Linked DNA regions of Hordeum vulgare: region 1 is linked to region 2. Evidence: chromatin contacts called from public Hi-C data. All regions are on one chromosome and are shown on one strand. The core of a region is the stretch at or near the end of the contact, and the rest is flanking DNA. Distances in the headings are between cores, read along the strand shown.

Region 1 (2,777 bases), core at 273-2,772, 66 kb after region 2:
TACATGGATCAAACCGACATACTTGTAAGAAAAGTATATGCATATCTTCAACATGTCATCTCGCTTGTTGAATGATTACATTCATAGTATATGAAACAGGACTTGTGTAATGTGCTCATTTTCGTGCATGTAGCAATATATGTACATATGCATGCTAACATGCAGTGTAACTTAACTTGGGTGTTCTATGGATCAATGGCAATCGTCACACATCAAGGCTACATCACCCTTGAGATGACGTCTGAGAAGACGACAGGAGCCGCCAAGAACGTACAACACTTCCGAGTCCCCTGGATTTACAAATCAGCCATTACACCATAGCAAAATAGATAGAATAACCAAATGACACAAATCTTTATGAGGTTATATACTATTGGCCCATCCTCGCCCAGTGGGCTGGGTCCGCCACTGGCCAAGCATCATATATGGTTCTACCATGAGTGTCAGATTGAAGGCAGAATGGATTTCATCTTAGACGATGCGACCGTGATATTCAATAGGTGCAACATTGTGGCATTTTTGCCGCTTAAAGGGAAAGATACCGCCATTACCGCTTAGGGGAGGATAAGGGCCATCGGTGTTCGTGGCTTTTAGTTCCAATTATGCGAGGTGTCACACAACAAAATAAAAAAACAATGAACAAAACAAACAAACAGAACTAAAATTCAAAATGCAAGGAAAGGGAGCCAACAACAGCATGTTATTGCTATGCCCTACCAGCATGTTTCGCTGCACGCACGAGGCACATGCAAGATCTGGGGATCAAATTTGGCCCATTGGTTGCATCGAACACTTGGAGAAAGAGACCAGCACGATCGTCAAAGCAGTCCTGAGCTTGTCCGTGGAAGAACGTTCGATCGGCAGTTTTCTCAGGCTCATTGTGTGCAGGGAGGGGGAACAACAACGGGCGAGCTCTTGCTGGCTAAACATTGGCGGGATTTATTTGGTCAAATTGCCTCGCCTATTTACCATGTTGATGGTGTTGTGGTAGATCGATACTTATGTGGCTGTATCAGTTTTCCGTGTTGGTTTTGTGAATTTCTGTGTGGCTGTAGTACATTAGATGATATTTTTGTCATGTGTAGTAAAAAACCTTGCAGGGGCACACATGCATGCAGCAACCCATACGGCCATCCTTTTTTTTTATCTTAAAACTTGAATTTATTGCATCTTGTAAACGGAAAGTCCAAATTAACTTCTGTTCGTATATTCGTGTTCGTTGCCACGAGTACCATGAGCATTATAGAGTTCAATTCATGGGTATTCTCTTCAATACCGATTATTTTTGGCAAAATATTATGTCGATAAACAGTTTGTATCATATCATGTATACGAAAAGAGGTTTACATGTTGTATACACATTTAGCCCATGGATTAGCCAATGCACCCGCTCTCTTTTCTTGGCAAAATGGATGGAGAACATGTTGTATTCTCCTTCACGTATTAGGCACATCCTAGCCCAATTCGATCTGGACGTGGGGCAATCGCATGGGGGTGCCCCTATGTCTCGCTGGAAAGCCTTATTTGCGAAGCGGTGTTGACGCTCTGTGCGAAGCCGTGTTGACGCGACGGGGTATCGGGCTGGCCCAGGTAGCGGGGCTTTCGTACACGGTTTGGGAATCTTCTAGAGGTTCTAGCCGGGTTTTTTCGGGTTTGGGAATCCTCTAGAAGGTTCCCTGAACCAGGTTTTTTTCTTTTTCATTTTTCTCTATTCTATTTTTCTGTTTTTGTTCCAAAAAAGTTCTGGATTTTTAAAAAATATTTATGTTTTTTCAAAAAAAGTTCTTGATTTTAAAAAATGATCTGTATCTTCCAAAATTTGTTCTTGCTTTCAAATATTTCCTTAAGATTCAATTTCTTTTCAGTTTCAAAAACAATTCTTAAGATTCAGAAAATGTTCGTGCTTTAATAAATTGTTTGCGCTTTCAAATTTGCTCAGGATTTTCAAAATTGTTCTCGGTTTTAAAATTTGTCCTCAAAATTCAAAAAGTGTTTGTGCTTTAAAATCTTGTTCGCGCTTTCAAATTTGTTCTCAGCTTCAACATTTGTTCTCAAGATTCAAAAAATGTTCATGCTTTAAAATATTGTTCGCGCTTGCAAATTTGTTCACAGTTGTTTTAAAATTTTCTCAGTTTCAAAATTTGTTCTCAAAATTCAAAAAATATTCGTGCTTTAAATTTTGTTCAGTGTTTTTTCAAAATTGTTCTCCTTTATATTTTTTTCTCAAGATTCAAAAAATGTTTGTGCTTTAAAAAATTGTTCGCTCTTCCAAATTTGTTCACTTTTTTTAATTATTCTCGGTTTAAAAATTTGTTCTCAAAATTTAAAAATTGTTCGCATTTCCAAATTTGTTCACGTTTTTTTAAAATTGTTCTTCAAATTCAAAAAATGTTTTTGCTTCAAATAAAAAAATAAAAGGAAAAAGGAAAGAAAATACGAACAAAAAAAACAGAGAAGAAAAAAGGTAACTGAAAAACAAATGGACCGGCCCAGTTGGGGTGCCCCCTTGTGCGGCGCACAGACTCCCTGCCGCAATGAGCGGCAGGTAGGAGCTCCCTGTCTCGCTTATAGCAAGACAAAGGGAATCGTGATCCCCTCACGTTAGGGTTTTGTGTCCTTCCGGTGGCGATTTTCGCCGCCGTTGAGAACCATTGCCGCCTACCTCCGCCGTTCTCACTCCCAACCTATCCCTGTTAGGGTGACACTCCGACTTGGTGCGGTGGAAGCGAGCCTGAGGTTTAGGGGTTTTACCGCAACCTGATCTGTTCTTTCTCGGG
Region 2 (2,700 bases), core at 132-2,631:
TACACCGCTCCGTCAGCATAGCCGCAGTGGCAACCTCATCATAAACGAGGGCCGCCGCCAACCTTCCCCTCCCCGCAACCACCTTCACCTGGTCAAGCCATAGAAGGAGCCGACGGCGACCATCATGGTGAAGTAGGAGCACGAGGCCATGGTCGTCGACCTCGACGTCGGCCTCAAATGGTCGCGCGATGACTACGTGAGGCAGGAGATAGAGCGTCAGCGTCGCGCTGTGGAGGAGAACGCCGAGCGGCGCCACGATCGTGACGAGGGCGGCATCATCGTTCTCTCCGACAACGATGAGGAGGCGATCGCGCCGACCAAGCCCTCGGCATGAACTAGACCCGGGGCGGCGACTGCGGCATAGTTTTTTTTAAGATTTTATGTATGTTTTGAAATTTATATAAATATGAATGAGACCGTCTATAATTCGTCTAAAACAGGGTAATTTTCGTTGAATTCACACCGAATTTATGTTTGAAATCGACGGCAGGGGGTATCTTGAAGAAGACGCTATTTAAGGCCCCCATGATAAAATATCAACCCGTGACCTCGAGAAGACGCTATTTAAAGCCCTTGATGCCGCTAACGCATGATTGCCACTGTCTTCATGTGGATGACTGAGAGGATGCTTGGATACAAGAGACTAAAACTAGTCTGACAAAAACTAGTCTTTTTAAGAGGCTAAAGTTTCAAACACCCTGATTAAAGAGAGACTAAAACTAGTCTTGAGGCTAAAATCATTTAGTCAGGGGTACCCCTAGTAAAATATGCATTAGTCCTCTCTCTCTTCATTTAACTCCTCATGCAAGTTCTGGATTGGAGGGTTTAGAGGATAATAAATGCTCATTAACTTAAATAAATTAACAGTAACACGCCAGAAAAGGGATCTGCACATTTCAAAGTAAATTAAATGCAAGATTTCGACATGTTGAATTACTGCACATGGTGGTAACAGTTGACCGATTAACAACCCCACATGCAAGCAACGACAAGGAAAAATCTACAGATTCTTGTAGCATATCCATTCACATGAGCTAAGCGAGAGAGAGAGAAAAGAAAAAAACTAAGAGACAGAAATCCACTAAAAAGATAGCTAAGCGAGAGAGAGAAAAAAAGAACCATGCGGATAAAGTAAGTGACGGCCCATCGAAATAAAAACCTGTATACTGCCCTCGCGGCCCCACCTTTCCTGTCCCCACCAGTCAGCCTGAGAGCGTCGGCCCCGCACAGACAGCGTTTGCACCGACCCACCAAACGGAAGATTAACTTACCGCAAATGACACCGGGCCCCCACTTCATCACTAACCGGGACCCACCCGTCAGCCTCCCCCACTCCAACAGCCTAACCACCCTCCCGGCCCCATCCTACAAGATTGAGCGCAGCCCGCACGCGACCAGTTGAAATTAAAAGGGGAGCAAACCACTCGCGCAACACCACCAACCCCCCCACCCCCCTCGCCGCCGCCGCCGCCCTGACCGGCTCCGGCGCCATGGCCGCCGCCGGAGAGCGGCGCCTCCTCGTGGGCCTCCTCCTCCTGGCCCTGATGGTCTCCGCGCACTGCCTGGACGGCGGGGGCCACCACGGCCCGCGCCTGAAGCGGCGGCGCAAGAAGCGCGAGATCCACTCCCCCGTCAAGACGGTGGTGGTGGTGGTCATGGAGAACCGCAGCTTCGACCACGTCCTCGGCTGGCTGCGCGCCACCCGCCCCGACATCGACGGCCTCACCGGCAAGGAGTCGAACCGCCTCAACGCGTCCGACCCGTCCTCCCCGGAGATCTTCGTCACCGACAACGCCGGCTACGTCGACTCCGACCCCGGCCACGGCTTCGAGGACATCCGCGAGCAGATCTTCGGCTCCGCCGACACCTCCGCCGTCCCGCCCCCGATGTCGGGCTTCGCGCAGAACGCGCGCGGCATGGGCCTCGGCATGGCGCAGAACGTCATGAGCGGCTTCACGCCCGACTCGGTCCCCGTCTACGCCGCCCTCGCCGACGAGTTCGCCGTCTTCGACCGCTGGTTCGCGTCCGTGCCCACCTCCACCCAGCCCAACCGGCTCTTCGTCCACTCTGCCACCTCCCACGGGCTCACCTTCAACGCCCGCAAGGACCTCATCAACGGCTTCCCGCAGAAGACCATCTTCGACAGCCTCGAGGAGGACGGCCTCTCCTTCGGCATCTACTACCAGAACATCCCCGCCACGCTCTTCTACCAGAGCCTCCGCCGCCTCAAGCACCTCGTCAAGTTCCACCAGTACAGCCTCCGGTTCAAGCTCGACGCCGCCAGGGGCAAGCTGCCCAACTACGTCGTCATCGAGCAGAGGTACTTCGACTGCAAGGAGTTCCCGGCCAACGACGACCACCCCTCGCACGACGTCGCCAGGGGCCAGAGGTTCGTCAAGGAGGTCTACGAGACGCTGCGGGCGAGCCCTCAGTGGAACGAGACGGCTCTCATCATCACCTATGATGAGCATGGTGGCTTCTATGACCATGTCCCCACGCCCGTCACCACGCCCGTCGTTAAAGTGCCTCAGCCTGATGGGATTATTGGCCCTGACCCTTACTACTTCAAGTTTGACCGGCTTGGGGTGCGCGTGCCCAGCTTCCTCATCTCGCCCTGGATTGAGAAGGGCACCGGTGAGTTTCGCCCTTTATCTTCCAATTTAATGTCCATATAAGTGAAATTTATTGATTGGTTGATCA

The links. Hi-C and Micro-C count contacts between places; a contact is called where the count stands out from the background.
Region 1: a Hi-C map of seedling shows a contact between it and region 2, with 4 times the contacts expected there. The contact joins the enhancer-like site here to the promoter of LOC123453130 in region 2. A contact is called at or near these places in 3 of 6 Hi-C or Micro-C datasets (leaf and seedling) and 1 of 1 datasets of contacts at active chromatin or transcription factors (embryo).

Annotation. Positions count from the first base shown.
Region 1 is chr5H:567,058,964-567,061,740 of MorexV3_pseudomolecules_assembly, forward strand. No RefSeq gene overlaps it. Among protein-coding and RNA genes, the nearest start is that of LOC123399291, 29 kb to the right of the region's middle. Within about 2 kb of position 1,523, at least 1 of the 3 cell types and tissues checked has open chromatin away from gene starts, as enhancers often do. A contact at or near this core is called in seedling, where this site is marked.
Region 2 is chr5H:566,992,622-566,995,321 of MorexV3_pseudomolecules_assembly, forward strand. It overlaps LOC123453130 (non-specific phospholipase C1), which reads left to right and starts at 1,382. Exons shown (of 3, transcript XM_045129897.1): 1 at 1,382-2,634. The coding sequence starts at 1,491.